Regions from separate parts of the Arachis hypogaea genome. Here all the other regions are linked to region 1. Evidence: chromatin contacts called from public Hi-C data. All regions are on one chromosome and are shown on one strand. Each heading gives the region's core, a stretch centred on a gene start, on an enhancer-like site or on the middle of the called end of the contact. The rest is flanking DNA. Distances are from core to core; before and after follow the strand shown.

Evidence for each region. A called contact is a pair of places that touch in the nucleus more often than the background predicts.
Region 2: a contact with region 1 is called in a Hi-C map of leaf, with 5 times the contacts expected there. The contact joins the promoter of LOC112720675 here to the promoter of LOC112720677 in region 1. A contact is called at or near these places in 6 of 8 Hi-C or Micro-C datasets (leaf and an unstated tissue).
Region 3: a contact with region 1 is called in a Hi-C map of leaf, with 1.9 times the contacts expected there. The contact joins the promoter of LOC112720681 here to the promoter of LOC112720677 in region 1. A contact is called at or near these places in 2 of 8 Hi-C or Micro-C datasets (both in leaf).

The regions. Positions count from the first base shown.
Region 1 is chr11:35,602,529-35,605,228 of arahy.Tifrunner.gnm2.J5K5, reverse strand. It overlaps LOC112720677, which reads left to right and starts at 1,280. Exons shown (of 7, transcript XM_025771711.3): 1 at 1,280-1,671; 2 at 2,595-2,700. The coding sequence starts at 1,555.
Region 2 is chr11:35,424,794-35,427,493 of arahy.Tifrunner.gnm2.J5K5, reverse strand. It overlaps LOC112720675 (protein phosphatase 2C 29), which reads left to right and starts at 1,397. Exons shown (of 4, transcript XM_025771709.3): 1 at 1,397-2,700. The coding sequence starts at 2,136.
Region 3 is chr11:35,815,808-35,818,507 of arahy.Tifrunner.gnm2.J5K5, reverse strand. It overlaps LOC112720681 (26S proteasome regulatory subunit 6B homolog), which reads right to left and starts at 1,275. Exons shown (of 6, transcript XM_025771713.3): 1 at 612-1,275. The coding sequence starts at 1,118.

The DNA.
Region 1 (2,700 bases), core at 31-2,530:
TCATAATTTTTTTTATTACCTATCAATTTGAATAGATTTTTTATTGGTATAAATTCAATCTTTTTTTATAATAATAAAAATAGATATTTTATCAGAAATAATTTTTATACTTATAAGCTACAATTGTTTTTAAAAATAAATAAATAAATTAGATTGTGTTGCTGATGTTCTTGGATTTTTTATGGTTTTTTAGATTATAATTTTTTTTTAATTTACACAAAATTAGAACAATAACTAACAATGAATCTCAAAAACAAAATGCTGCATAGGATATGAAAACTACTAGGCATTTTAATTTACACATTATTTTATATACATATTTGAACTATTACAATACACACAAAAAAATTATTCTCCTAATTATCTTATTATATATGCTAATTTGCACAACACATAATGTCATATTTATTTTATATTTTCTCATAGTTACATATATTTAAATTTTTTGTTTTTCAAATCATATAATAATATTTATTATTTAAATATATTTTGGTTAACATATTATATTTATATAATAATATTTACATTTTTAAAATTTATAATTAATAATATTTATCTTTTGCATAAATAATATAAAAAATGATATAAATTATGTCGTTTTTAATAATTGGTTTAATTATTTTGTCTGTTCTTATAGAGTAGGGATTTAGTTATAAAATTTATAGAGACCTAATTAAAATATATATATATATATATATATATATATATATATATATATATATATATATATATATTAAGGTTTAATTATTTTGTTAGTCTTTATAATTTTACTAAATTTTTAATTAAATTTATATATAATATATATAAATTTAATTAAAAATTTAGTAAAATTATAAAGACTAACAAAATAATTAAACCTTAATAATTTTATATTTTAATATAATCCAAACATGATTTATTTTTTCGAAAGCATATTTGACAAAAAAAATATCCAAACACAAATTATATTGATACCAATCTAATTTTTATCGAAATTAATTTTATAAAAATACATGTATTTTTTTTTTTTACCAAAGATAGGAGACTCGAACTCGCAACCTTTTAATTGAGTATGGAAAGACTATGCCATTTGAGCTATTATTCATTGCCTATAAAAATACATGTATATTAACATCCATTTACAAATATTAATCCAAACACACTTAAATTTTGTGGACCTCAAGAGCGTAGAAAATCGGTGGCTTTCTGTTTTATCTCGAGTCCCATATCAAGCGCAAAAACAATAATTTGAGAATGGGCTTAATCAAGTTATAAGTCTGCGAAGTTGGGCTATTGAGACGAGCTTGCTTTGCGTGATGTGATAATCTGACGTAACATCTAAGACTGGAAATACCCCTGACCCAAAAAAAAAGAGACTGCAAATACCAAAAAAAAAAAATCTAAGAGTGCACGTCTGCGTCCTCCATCGAAGTTCGTTCACGTGCTGCTTTGGGTTGCCGGAGACACCGAGAGAGAGAGAGAGAGAGAGAGAGAGAGAGAGAGAGAGAGAGAGAGAGAGAGAGAGATGATCGACCACTAGAAGAAGAAGATATTAACTATTACAGGGAGAAGAAAATGGATCGGCATAACATTGTAGAAGATTCAAACCCTAACGTTAATAAGGTTGAAGTTGTCCTCAAGACTATTGGTCCCGCTCGCCCCTCTCGCCTTCTCGTTCCATCTTCCATCAAGGTACAACAGTCTTCTCACTCCAATTTCAAATTCTAGGGTTTTTTTTCTTGTAACGTTTGTTGTCAATTACGCATGATTGTAGGGAGAATTGTACTTTTTGTTTTCATGATTGTGCGTGAACTGTGAAATTCCGAGGATTATGACTATAGACATGCACAATACACAAGTGGTTTAAGTTAATTTGGAAAAAATAAAAAAAAAATGATGTTCGTTTGAAGTAGGACTTAGGAAGTGGCTGCTCTATGATATGATATGATATGATATTATATGATACGAGATGGCTCCTTCGGTGTTTAATCTTAATTTTCAAAATTTTCCCTATCTTTTTTGCTGGGGCATTGTGAACTAAACATAGAAGAGTAATCACATGTCTAGTGGGCTACAACAGGAATAGTGTAGATGGCCAAAAAAAAAACCCTGACGGATGAACACTAACAGGCATTAATACTTAATAGTTAGGGACATGGTTAGTTGAAGTGGCAGCATATATTCTAGAATTCAGAATGTGTGTGTGAAAATATGAATTCTCCACCAGAAATTATAGCTGAAGAAAATGATATCAAAGTGCGTTTGTGGCACTGGTACCATGATCAAAAGTTGTGCCAATTGCTTTGCAAGCTTGCTTGAGTTCCTGACTACAGAGAAAAGCCTTTGGCCGAGTTCATTCAATAGCCAGCAAATTCTGGAGCTTTCGGGATTAAAATATCCTACAGTTTTACTGTAAATCCCTAAATTGTTTTGCTAAACTGTTTTGTTGGGGAAGAAAATTCAGATGAAGTTTATTTGGACATGGCTTTCTTTCGGGAAGAATAATGAGAGTTTCATACTTTTATTTGTTTTTCATTTTTAAGCAATTAGCATGAACGTCATTCCTTTAAGTGTTGATGTGATTACTATTTATGTTTCTTCTATATCAAGTATAGGTGCGTGATTTGAGACAATTAATCGCCAGCAATGATAATTTACCAATTGAGAACTTGCGCCTTATTCTACGTGGAAATGCATTATGTGATGTGAAAAATGAAAATG
Region 2 (2,700 bases), core at 148-2,647, 180 kb after region 1:
GATTTCTTTTACTTCTTTTTCACAATTTTGTGATACACCTCCTATTTTTATAATCTAACAAAACACACTTTTTTCTCGAATATTAAAAATAAAAAGTATCACCACTCACCAATATAAATACATAACCATAGGACAAAAAAACTCGCACCCACATGTATTTACAGATATTTACAGAAATTATCCGTGATGGAAGGACTAAAAGATAGTTAAAAAATTCTTACAAAAAAAAAATTTACACATAACATATAATTATTTAATAATAAAAAAATATTATTTTAATTTTAATAACATTTTTTAAAATATTATAATCACTATAGTATAGTTATAATAGAATCCATCACATACATACTCCATAACAATAAAAAAATGTTATTTTAATTTTAATAACACTTTTTAAAACAATATAATCACCCTAATATAGTTATATTAGAATCTAACATTCACATACATACATATATATATAATCCTAATTTATTCCTAATATTTTTGGAAAATTTTTTATTTTATTTTATTTTAATTTATGTATTACAAATTTTGTTGTATGTATATTAATTATGTTGAATTTGTATTGAGATTATGTTTTAATTTGATATATTTGGTTGAATTATATTAGATCTTATTATAGTTGTATTAATTTTTTTAAACTTTTTTTAAAACTTAATATTTATAGATACCTGTAAATATCCGTCTTCTCTACGAAAAAAATAAACAAAGATTTGTGACAAAAATAAAAAGTCAATTCTATAGTGGCTTTTGTTTGATGTCTAACTTTTGCTTAAATTATTTTTTATAGTAATTTTAAAATATTTAAAAATTTTTAACTTATATTTTTAAAATTAATTATTTAACCTATTTTAACAATTAGATAATATTTTTTAGATACTATAATAAACATAAAAATAAAATAAAAATAGAAAATAAAAAAAGATATGCTATAAAACTCTATTGTCATCCCTAAATATGATTATGTGTTGCATGCTAACTTTATTTTTGATTTATATTTTTAAAATAAGTTTAAAAGTAATATACATTATAAATAGACATTTTTATATATAATAAAGGAGATTAAAATTAATAAAAAAAATTAATTTCTACATTAATAGTAATAAAATATTAAAATATGTTTATAATATATTTATAAAATTCGTAAATATTTTATTAAGTGACTAATATGTATCTTTTATATTTTGTTTATAGCTGAAATGTTGAATCACTATTATGCGAATTTATTAATTGATTCCTAAAATTTTCTTTTATAAATATATAAACAAAATTTTAAAAATAACGTGTCAATATATCTCGGATCTTATCATATTCAATATTATCCGTGTCAATACTCAATATCCTTCGTACCAGACCACAATCATAATGAAAAGAAAAAACATTTGAAAACGCCACAAAAGGGACAAATCTCCTTCAAATTTCAACTCACACAAAAACACTCTTGTCCCCCTTCCCTTCTCTCTTTCTCCCCTGCATTTTCTCCTTCTCAAACTGTCAAAAACATTATTACTAATACACATACAAATGATCAAGTTTTTAAGTGCTAATATGTTTAAGTAGTTAACTTAAATAAGCTACTAAATCTTATTACCAATGCTAATGTTTAAAAAATAACTTAAAAATAAAAATTCTTACTTACATTATTCAAAATATTTATTATCAAAATCCATAATATAAAATGATTTTTATAAATGAAAAATTATAAAGCACTATGTAACAAGAAAATAAAAACCCTGTTTAAATACTTATAATATTTTAATTTTAGCTAAATCCATATCTGTATATATAACATAAATGAAATATATGAAGAAAAGAAAAACACAACCCTGGGACCTTTATTTTCTTCTTCCCTCTATACTCATATTTTCTTGGTTTTGTATTCTTTTCTCCACTTTCCCACTCTCTCACTCAGCTTCCTTTTTGTTTTTCTTGGACCGTTCCTTTAACTAGTTTTGGATTAGAGTTAGAGGAGTTGGGGTCTTTTCCCTCTCTCCCTCTCTCTCTCAGCCGGAAAATCCTCCTGATTTTCCCCCCACCCAAACACAAAACCAGCCACCAAAAAAGGAAAGCACTAGACAAGACAAGAAATCAAGAGAGAGAGCAACACAAAACGGTGGCGCAACTCAAATGTGATGGGAAGTGGAGTCTCTACCTTGTGTTCCTGCCTCGAACCGGCGCCGAACCAACCGGACCTCGACAACGACGTGATCTTCGCCGCCACCGAACCGCTTGACGAAACTCTCGGCCATTCCTTCTGCTATGTCAGATCCTCCAACCGATTCCTCTCGCCAACACACTCCGATCGCTTCGTTTCCCCCTCTGCCTCACTCCGTTTCTCTCCAACTCACGACCCGATCCACAGAACCCGGCCCGACCCACCCGAAACTGCTTTCAAGGCCATTTCGGGAGCCTCCGTTAGTGCCAACAGCTCCGTTCCCAAGACAGTTATTCAGTTAGAAGAAGAGGCCACCGACTGTTCCGGTAACAGAGCAGCTGGATTAGGAGGAGGGACCGTTGTCAACGGTTTCGAGAGTACGTCGTCCTTTAGCGCGCTACCGCTCCAGCCGGTTCCTCGCGGTGGAGAGCCTTCTGGAACATTCGAGAGGGGAGGAGGGTTCTTCCTCTCGGGACCAATCGAGAGCGGTGCGCTCTCCGGGCCGCTTAATTCCGGCGCCGCCACCGCCGCCGGAGTCCCGT
Region 3 (2,700 bases), core at 26-2,525, 210 kb before region 1:
ACATTTCTGAACCACACTCTCTTTTGCTAGTATTCCCAAACATGGCATATAATGATGGGATAGACATCTAAGAGTTTGGATTATTAGCCTATTGCTGCTATTTGGTACTATCAAGTCGGTCTCAAACAGAACAAAAGAAACAGAGAAAAGAGACTCGCAAATATGAATATTAGAATGCGAAAATTCCAAATGTCAGAACAAAAACGGAACCGCAGTAGGAGCATGTAAGACATACCAATAGAAGAATCACACCAAACTGACATCTTCCTCACAATAATCATACTCTCTCTAGGTGCAAGTATTCCCAAATAAACCTCAATTGAAAGCAACTAGAAAATTTTAATCACAATCATAAAAAAATAGAAGCAAAAATCCCTAACTTCCAACTTTCCACTCTTTTCACGTTAAGCAAAAGGGGGAATAAAAAACCGAAAACCTAACCAATGAAACAATTTAATATTTATAGCATCCTCCGTCACTGCAAACCAGCCCATAACTGCAGTATCCATATTCTTTAACCAAAACCCAAACATTTCATTTTGGCACTCTTTCTAAACCAAAGCAAAACCCTAATCAGAGAAGGAGAAAAAAAAAAAAAAAAAAACGCTTACATTGTAAGTGACGTCGGGCTTCTCAGACTGGCTAAGTAGCGAGATGCTGGAATCAGCCTCAGGAGGAAGCACGTCAACAAGCGCGTTGGAGTGACGGTGAAGAGCCACAGAAGCTGAAGGCTTCAACAACTCTCTGTTGATCGTGCTGAGAATTCTCACGTAGTAGTTGGATCCAGTTGTAGATCCAACGATACCGTTATTCCTATCAACCATCTCCATGAACTGTCCAATAACTAGCGGCACCGATTGGATCCGCTTCACTTCTTCCTGAGCCCTAAGGAGCTCGCGCTTCAGATTCTTCTGCTCGTCCTTGACGTACTCTTCTTGGATGTCGATAAACTCCAGCTGGCGCTGCAAAGTCTTGAGGCGGCTGTAGAGGTCGTCTTCGTCGGAGGCGGCGGAGTCGATGCCGTAACCGCCGAGGAGGTAGTCGGATTTTGACGATGGGAGAGACGGTGGTGGCTCTGAAGAGGGTTTAGGTTCGAGAACCATCGCGGAGGAACCCATGGTGGAGTTTGCGTTGTCGATTAGAGAGAGAGAAGGGATTGTATTGGATTGGAGTGAAAAGAGAATGGAGAATTTGGGGGAGAAGGGTTTCGTTCGGTGCTATTTTTTTGTGGTTTCTTGTTGTGGGAGGAAAAGAGATGAGAAGACGAATATGACCCTACTGATCTTTTCGTTTTGGGCTATACGAATGAGAACTGATAATTTGGGCCTGGCCTGTTTTTGGAAACTTCAAGAATTGAAGCAAAGTAAGTAAGAGTTAACCAAAAAATAAGATAAAATAATCCAAAAAAGTATATTTTATCTTTATGGTATATTTGATCAACTATTATTTATTTATATTTATTAAATTCAAATTTTAGAGTTGAATTATTATTGTAAATCTTAATTTAATCTCTAATTAAAATCTACTATATTAAACCTACTGGTTTTAAAAAGAAAAACGGTTTCATTGATTAATAGAATTGGTTGTATGATTTTTTATCAATTAGCTAGATAAATCAATTAATTTGGTAATCAAAAGGAAATTAAGTTTATATTGTTTCCTAGATTCTTTATTATTTTAATAAAAAGTAATTAAAAAAAACATATATAACTGAGTTAAGCCCCACTTTGAATCTGAGATCGATGAGTTGCACTTTTAGTTTTTAACTTTTTAATTGCTATAATTTAGTTCTCTAAATTTAAAAAATACACCAATATAATCTCTCGTGTATTTTCTGTCATCGAAACTCAACACCGTTAGTAATGTGACTCAAGTCTTGCTACGCTAAACATATTAAAATAACGTCATACACATTTTGGCACTAAAAAAGACATTAAACAAAATTATTTGAGGATTTGGACAATTTTATCATAATCAAATTCTTTGTCTAATGCATTCTTTAGCGCCAAAACGTCGTTTTAATATGTCTAGGGTGGTAAAGCTTGTGGCACGTCACTAACAGCATTGAGTTCCAATAACAAAAAATACGTAAAAGATTATATTAGTGCATCTTTTTAAATTTAAGGGATTAAATTATAACAATTAAAAAATAAAAAATTAAATCAATATAACTCGCTAATTTCAAAGAATAAAGTGAAACTTAACTCTATATAATATAACTAGCACAGAACAATATGTAGCGACATTAATTAAGTATTTAGGATATCAAGTTTCAAGGGTACATAACATTGCTATATCATTTATTATGTATTTATATATGTAATAAATATGATTTACATATTATTACGTATTATTGTGGGCAAATTACTAAACTAAAATATTTGGGATCTAAAATTAACAAAATACAACTTTTGTAGTTTGGATATGAAAATATAACTTTTTACAAATTTATGTAAAGAAAACACATAAACCGCTAGTGAAGTACCATGGTTTATGTTGAGAACGCATTTGGCCAGAAACCGTGATAGGGATTTCATGGTTTCTGCGAGAATGGCAAATAAGTATAAACTAAGGAAGGGGTATAGCGGTTTATACTCTAATATAAATACGCGGAAGAGGTGTCACAGATTATTTATTTTGAGAGACTTTCACATTGGTAGAGAGAAAGTGATGTTCTAGAGAGAGGGGAAGAGGAAAAGT